Linked DNA regions of Rattus norvegicus: region 2 is linked to region 1. The links are chromatin contacts, called in public Hi-C maps. All regions are on one chromosome and are shown on one strand. Each heading gives the region's core, a stretch centred on a gene start, on an enhancer-like site or on the middle of the called end of the contact. The rest is flanking DNA. Distances are from core to core; before and after follow the strand shown. Region 1 has its middle 73 kb from the start of Ppp1r3c. Region 2 holds the start of Ppp1r3c (protein phosphatase 1, regulatory subunit 3C).

Region 1 (3,847 bases), core at 355-2,854:
TGGAGAAGCCTTTCATTGCAGCGCCTAATAGCTGCTGCTTCTTCCCTGCATATGCAAAACCTTGAAGCATCACAGTCCTTACTGGGTCCCAGTCGCCCCATAGCCTGGACGATACGGAGGTCACGGACGGCGTTTCTTACAGCGAAGGTTAGTTTTCAGAATTTACTCTGGAGATGAACCTTGCAACTATCCAGGAGGAAGACAGCATTTATGAGGCACTTCCCTAACAGGTATGGCCACTGGGAGGGAGACACCGTGGGGCTGCTTCTCCACAGAAATGTCACCGCAGCAATGGCAGGCCCAGGAAATCTCAGAACTGGTAGATGATAGCATCGCGTGCTCAGGAAAACCGAACCCATTCTCTCCCACTACACTAAGAATGAGTTATGTCTTTGTGATCATAAAATTTAGGGGAATTGAGAACAAGCTCCTCAGAGAAAGGTTGCAGGCCCCAGTTTACTGATTTCTTAGCTTCCTTTCAATCTTCAAGTTCTGTGACGCTTGCATAATGGGGCGGATTCTCCTCTATGCATTGAACACAACCTCTCCACCCTCTTTTTCAGTCACTTGCTAATATCTTTGAATAAAGCATGCGGGGTTGGGGATTTAGCTCAGTGGTAGAGCGCTTGCCTAGCAAGCACAAGGCCCTGGGTTCCGTCCCCAGCTCCGGAAAAAAAAAAAGAATAAAGCACGAATGCGTGCTTGCGTGCGTGTGTGTGTGTGTGTGTGTGTGTGTGTGTGTGTGTGTGTGTGCGCGCACACACAGACGTCTAGTCAGTTCTGGAGTGTATTATTTAAAATGGCTGACTGAATCTCTGCTCAGTGGGTCTCCAGCATTTAAGTCGCACTTAGGCCCCGACTGTACTTCTTATTTCGGTTTAGAAAGACATCTCCAACAGAGAAATGGCTCCAGGTTGCAAAGGGCAGCTTTAGAATTATTTTCTTTCTCTGCAGTTAGTGTCAGGGCAGACAAATAGATGATCACAGAAGCCGGTATTCCCTCCAGATGAGGAAAATGCTCCTGTTGCCTTTCCTGACTTGGGCTAAATGTGGCTTTCATACCCAAACCACTTCAGCCTCAAAAAGGAAAAAAAAATGATGGCTGGCTCTCCACTTAAGTGAGGAAGCTGACAATTACCTCCCAGCATGGTGTGACAGTTATGTGAACCTAAGGGCTCGACAGACAGTGGAGCTCTTGTGTGAGGGAATGGATACATCTCAGCAGGTTTTTGCCTGGTGTTGCAGGGTGTTAAAATCACCCTCCGATGTGGATGTGAGGGTGTCTGAGATTGGCAGTGTCATATTCTAAACTAGGGGTGGTGGAAATGCTCAGTCTCTGTTAGAAGGCACTCCTCATCTCTGCTCCAAAGCCCAAGCCTCATATCTCTCTGCCCTGTGTATTCCGCTTTCATTAAGAATATTAAGCTGTTCAGTGTAGATGCTCAACTCAGAAACTCCCTAATTCTCTAAAATGGCAGCAGCCAAACCAAAATGAGTGCTGTGTTGAAAAGCCAGGATGGCCGAATCAGTGGACTTTCAATGTAGGGCAAGGGCTGTTGTGTGTGTCTTGTTAGAGGACAAAGAGGAAGTCTGATCAATCAAAGTGAAATTAAAAATTAACATGCTTCTGTTTGCTCACTTATAATCTTTGAATAGGTCAATACCCAGGGACTGTGCCAGCAACCTGATTTGAGGCTGGCCACAGAATATGCTTGAAGACCAGTTTGGGTAAAGAGGACTGAGAGCAGCTGGGCAGGACTGGGGTTAATTACAGCTAGGATATGGACACCCACAAAGAGCTTAAGCATTCCTTTCTGAGGGCTGGCATTTGTGCTGCTGGTATAGGGTTAGAGAGGACTTGGAGTCTTTGGATGGTGTGTACTTTAGTGGTTCACTCCAAGGAAGACCAAGGACACCAAGTGACACTCTCTCTCTCTCTCTCTCTCTCTCTCTCTCTCTTTCTCTCTCCCCTCTCTCAGGGCAGTATGGAGGTGTAATGAAGCTGTTTGAGATGAGACTGGTGTGTTTATAGAAGACAAGTAATCAGATAAAAACTAGGATTACCCCTTCCTTTTGTGTGCATGCGTGTGTGTGTGTGTGTGTGTGTGTGTGTGTGTGAGAGAGAGAGAGAGAGAGAGAGAGAGAGAGAGAGAGAGACTGGGAAGTAGATGTTACATTATAATTATTGACTTAAAATATACCTATTAGTGTTGTCTTAGCTAGGGTTTCTAGTGCCATGAAAAACATGATGATCAAAAATGACTTGAAGGTGAGGAAAGGGTTTATTTCAGGTTACAGCATCCCTCCATCATCCGGGGAGGAAGGGCAGGGATGTGGAAGCAGGAACTGAATCAGAGGCCATGGAAGGACGATGCTTACTGGCTTGCTCTGCATGCCTTGCCCAGTCTGTTTTCTTGTATTATCCACAATTGCCTTCCCAGAGGTGACACAGCCCACCTCGATCTGTGCCCCCAACCCTTGTCAATTACCAATCAAGAAACTGCTCCATAGACTTGACTACAGGCCACTCTGGTGGGGACCATTTCTTCAGTGGAGGTTACCTCCTCCTACATGACTATAGATGGAGTCAGGCTGACATAAACCTAGCCAGCATAGCCCAGAAAAAAGGGAATTAAGAGGTGTTAAAAATTCTACAGGACCAAGTGACTGAATTTCATCATTATAGGGTGTTAAATATAGACCAGAGCTGATTTATCCTGGGCTATTTTTAGTCCCCTTTGAAAGCAACTCACCACTATCCTGTTCCCAACCCAACACCCTGGTAGCTATCAAAGCTTTGCAAGTATTTTTAGCAGACCTCGAGCTTCCCCCAATCCAAAAGCCAAGAAGTCATCAGACCTATAGCAGAGTGTGCTCCACTCTGCCTTTACACATCGATCTGTGGCTCTACCAGTGTATTCAGTAAACGATGGATCTGTGACTTTCTGTGTTAGCTAGCTAACAGGCTCTCTTACAAGCACTTCCACAGGAGAACGAGTTTTCTACAGCAACCTGAACCCACATTCTAGGGCCAGGATCACTCAAATCTGTGAAAGTTGTGGGAGTGTTTGTTTGTTTGTTTGTTTGTTTGTTTGTTTTGCATCAACATCACAGTTACCAGTCTATAGTTACTCAATAAACATTTGATGGCTGAAGTTAAAAAAAAACAAACAAGCAAACGACTGGACAAAGCTTATGTAAGACTAGGAACCAAAGAATGTGAATTTTAATTTATAGCCAATCAACTGTTTGTAGTCATTGATCCCTGTCTCTACCCCTCGACCCTGTGTATGTGTGTGTGTGTGTGTGTGTGTGTGTGTGTGTGTGTGTGTGTGTGTGTGTGAGATTTGTCCCCTAGAGATACTTGGCAATGTTTCAATGAAGCTGCTTTGGCTGTCAGACTAGATATACAGCCAACCATCCTACAGCATTGAAATATCTTAGTCAAAATGTCCATGGTGAAAGACTAAGAAATATTTGTATAAATGCCAGTATAAGAGAACATGGCCAAATTGTTCATAGTGATAACCTATTCAGAGGAAGATGGAAAGAGTTTTGGAACACGATCTACAAATTTAATAATTAGTTTATTGTCAGGATTCTTTGTTGGAGAGCATCTGTATATGCCCTGGAACTTAATACCTGTCCACTTCAACTTCCAGGGGATTGTAATTGCAGCAACACATCATTATGCTCAGCTTTTGGAATTTATTAATTTTTATTTTATGTGCATGTGGTGGTTTAAACAAGAACAGCCCCCACAGGCCTGTATATTTGAATACTTAGTTACTATAAAGTAGAGTTATTTATTAGGGATTAAGGATTAAGAGATGTGGCCTTGTTGGAG
Region 2 (3,847 bases), core at 846-3,345, 73 kb before region 1:
CATGACTGCTAGTTTGCTCTGGTATTAACGCTGCTGAGGTGAGAGAAGAAACAAGCACAGAAGGATCAAGCGTTCAGTTGAGCTGTAACACAGGTCAAGCACACTGGATGCTGCTGATACACAAGAGTTTATTCCTCAAAACAAATGTACCGTCTCCACATTGCACAATGGGAAAGTGAGACTAGAACTTGACTGCGTTCAGGTGAGGATCGAACCCCAAACATTGGCCTTTCATGTGGTCTTGGCTCTCATGAGAGGGGCATTAGTCCTGCCATTAGTCATGTAGATGACTAAATCAGAGAGATGGTCCAGTGGTTAAGGGCACTTGTTACTCATGCAGAGAACCAGGGTTTGGTTCCCATCACCCATAGGGTGGCTTACATCTAATTCCAATGACAGAGGACCCAATGCCCACCTCTGACCTCTGAGGGTACTACACGTATCTGGTATGTATACATACACAGGGGCAAAAACACTCATCCGTATAAAATAAAAATCTTTAAGAAGTCTAATTGTCAAGTATTTTTCTCTGTGATGTTCAGCATGTATTTCCTTTTAAAATATATTTATTTTATTTTTACTTGTGTGTGTCTTTGTGTTTGTGTGTACATGTGTGCAGGCCCTGGGGAAGCAGAGGAGGAGGGCAGTAGAACCCCTGAAACTGGAGTTGTGTATGAGCCACCCGGGCTGGGTGCCAGGAACTGTCCTCTGAGCCGCAGAAAGCAGCAAGGCATTCCTAACGTCTGAGCCGCCGCGTCTCCACCCCATTGCATGGACTGCTTTTTCTTTACTGCAACAATTCTAGTGTTTGACAGTTAAATGGCAGAGGAAATTTTTGCACGTTTTGATTGGCTTCTGGGTAACCGAGCAGAGCTAGGCCATGGGCTTGTAAAAATAATCTGTACACATAACGCATATATTAACAATTAGAAAAAAAGAGAGGCCATGAATTTGAAAGAGAACCAGGAACATACATAGGAATGTTTAGAGGAAGAAAAGGGAAGGGGGAAATGATGTAATTATATTAAAATCTCAAAACAAAAACAGAGCAAAAGAAGAAGACATTTGCGTTTGACTAATTTTATAGCCCCCTCCACCCCCACCCCCAGGGTTTCTCAGTGTAATCCCTGGAACTCACTCTGTAGACCAGGCTGGCTTTGAACTCACAGAGATCTGCCAGACTCTGCCTCCGGAATGCTGGGTGTGCTCCATCACAGCCGGTCGGACTTCATAGTTTTTAATGGTACAACAGATATGGTCCCTTCAAGCTCCAAAAGAAAAGAAGGAAATCTCAGAGAAAGCGTGAGATGAACTGTGACTTTGAACTCTGCCTAGGGAAGTCAGAACTCTGTCTAGGGATCTGGGCTATCTGCTGTGTCTGGTGACAAAGAGCAAGGACAGTAACTTCGTGTTGGCCTATAGTTCTCTCTTCCAAGGAGAAAGCTGAATAGATCAGCATAGTGTCGGTTTGCTTATTTAGATGCAGAGTCTTGCTAAGCTGTACAGGCTGGCTCTCTGCCTCTGTCTTCAGAGGGAAGAGAACACTGGGCCACTTCGTTTCACCGGCTCATGTGTTTTCTTAACATTTGGGTGGTTCTGAGGCTTTATTTGTGTAGGAAGAAGAGCCAGCCAACTTTTTTTTTTTTTTTTTTTTTTTTTGCTTGGGCCAAGGGTGCTTGGATACACAACGCAAGGAGCACCACAAGCATTTCAAAATTCACAGACAAGGGGTGGAGCCACAACTTTCTGAGCTCAGATTCAACTCTGCACAGACCCACGCGTTTCCATAGAAGACCCCGCCAGGCTCGCATAAGCTGCAGAAGGCCAGCTGCGAGCCGTGAGCTACGTGCTGCACGCCAGGTTCCAGGAACACGCCTGGGTCCCGCTGGCCCAGGGCTCCCGGACACTGCGGCCGCCTTCCAGCACGCTCTGGTCACATCCAGCCCCGCGGTGATCACGTTCCAGGGACAGGGGCTCGTGCCCCAGCTGCGCAGCGGTTGGCCGGGGAATCGGGCCTCTGATTGGTCCGAGGGACCAGCTCACGTGATCGGGCTCTGATAAGCTGCCTCCCCGCTTGCCTGCGGTCAGTCGGCGGGCTTGACCGCGGCGCTGCATCCGCTAAGTGCGTGGTGCGAAGCTGCGCTGGGTGCGGTTGTCGCGGTCGCCACTGCCTCTCGGTCCAATGAGCTGCACCAGGTACGTGCAACTCCGCGCCCTATTGGAGGGGAACCCGAAGCTGCGGGGACTTTGGGGGCTTCTGTGGTTTTGCCTTCTCTGCAGATGGGAGACTCCCAGGTTGATGGCTGAGTTTAATTGTCCCGGAGGCCTTGAAGGGATGGACTTAGAGTTGTATTTCTTAGTGCCTGTTTTGGGAAATCTACATCTCAAAGCAGAAACTGCCTTAGTGAGTCAGCTTTAGCTGCGATTCCCTTTGCTGAAGTGACTGTTGCCTTTGAGCTCAAAGATCCAAGCACTTGGGGGGCAGCTTAGTTTGCACCCATGTATTGCGGTGGGGTAGTTTAGTCTGCAGCAAAAGTTCCAGGAGGATTTGCATTTCTTTTCCCATTTTCCTTATCCTGGCTTGCCATAGAATATTCAGTCTTAGAGTTTGAGAAAACTATTATTTTTAACTCTTGGCTGGGACTAAGAATTCCAGGGAACTAGCCCAATACTAAAACTCTCTATAAATGCAGAAGTGAAAAAGAAAAACGACAGCCCAACCAATAAAAACGAACAACAGCTCCATCAACCAGGTAACCAAGACCATCTCATGAAATTTCGTTGCTTCTCCAGTCTTGACTTAGTCCAAGAATTCTCTCTCCCCAAATCCTGCCTGTTAACGTTGTGAGACAGATACATCTTGAGTTTTTGTTGCTGGAAGTTTGTGATCCTCTCAGAAAAACCCTAGGGCTATTAAAATGAGTCTGTGTACATTCTTTACTGGGCTTTTGTGATGGTGACCATTTATAGGGTGCTCTGCTTAGTGGTGGTATGAAGAGAATTCTTCCAGCCAGACTCTATATGTGATCAAAGTATGTTATAGTCATATATGAACTGTCAAAGAATAAACAATTAATAGTCAGGCTGCAAAAATGGCACCTACTGTATTTCATGTTCTTTGACTTATAAGGCGGAAATCGGAGAGGAAAATCTTAATTCCGTAAGTGTGGAAATAGAGTGTGGTTCAAGGGAAAGAAAGGCCAGGAAAAGTCTTGGTGGATGATTCTTGGTTGGATGGGCACTGTTGTAACTGCCTTTCTGCTTGTAAATACCAGTTACCCAACAATAGGAAACACCATAGCAGCCCAAACCGGTAGGTACTGTAATTCCACCAGGCCAAGGTAATGGACATCTTAGTCTTCTCCCTGTAGGATTTCAGTATTTATAAATTCATATATCTACAGTGTATTTTAAAACAGTTCAATGTCAGGTTATCAGTTCTTAAAACTACACTTTATTTTGTATCTATAATGTATACTGCAGGCTGTAAGACAGAGCTATAGTAAAGTGGTAATTATTGGACAGCATGAATAAGTCTATTAACCCAGCAGCCAGATATTTTATCTACAGTTGCACTTGGCACGGGCATCTTTCTATATGAAATGTAGACCGTTTAAAGCTTTACCTTTAGTCTGTGAGGTACTGGCTGGTGTCACGTTGGTCATTTGTGAAAAATGTGGATTACTGCGGTAAAATGCAAATGTCATTCTTTCTTTTAACAAGTGTCACCTCCTGTCACTCTAAGGACAATATGACCTTTAAAAAAATTGCTTCATTTTTATCTCTTCCCAAGGGGATTGCTTCCCCTGAGAAGTAAAACCCGTTCAAGAGCCAAAATAAGAATTAG

Evidence for each region. A called contact is a pair of places that touch in the nucleus more often than the background predicts.
Region 2: a Hi-C map of liver shows a contact between it and region 1, with 4 times the contacts expected there. The contact joins the promoter of Ppp1r3c here to the enhancer-like site in region 1. A contact is called at or near these places in 3 of 12 Hi-C or Micro-C datasets (kidney and liver) and 1 of 1 datasets of contacts at active chromatin or transcription factors (oligodendrocytes).

What each region holds. Positions count from the first base shown.
Region 1 is chr1:243,803,733-243,807,579 of GRCr8, reverse strand. No RefSeq gene overlaps it. Among named protein-coding and RNA genes, the nearest start is that of Ppp1r3c, 73 kb to the left of the region's middle. Within about 2 kb of position 1,604, at least 8 of the 93 cell types and tissues checked have an H3K27ac peak or open chromatin away from gene starts, as enhancers often do. A contact at or near this core is called in liver, where this site is marked.
Region 2 is chr1:243,876,775-243,880,621 of GRCr8, reverse strand. Ppp1r3c (protein phosphatase 1, regulatory subunit 3C) reads left to right here and starts at 2,095. Exons shown (of 2, transcript NM_001012072.1): 1 at 2,095-2,196. The coding sequence starts at 2,183.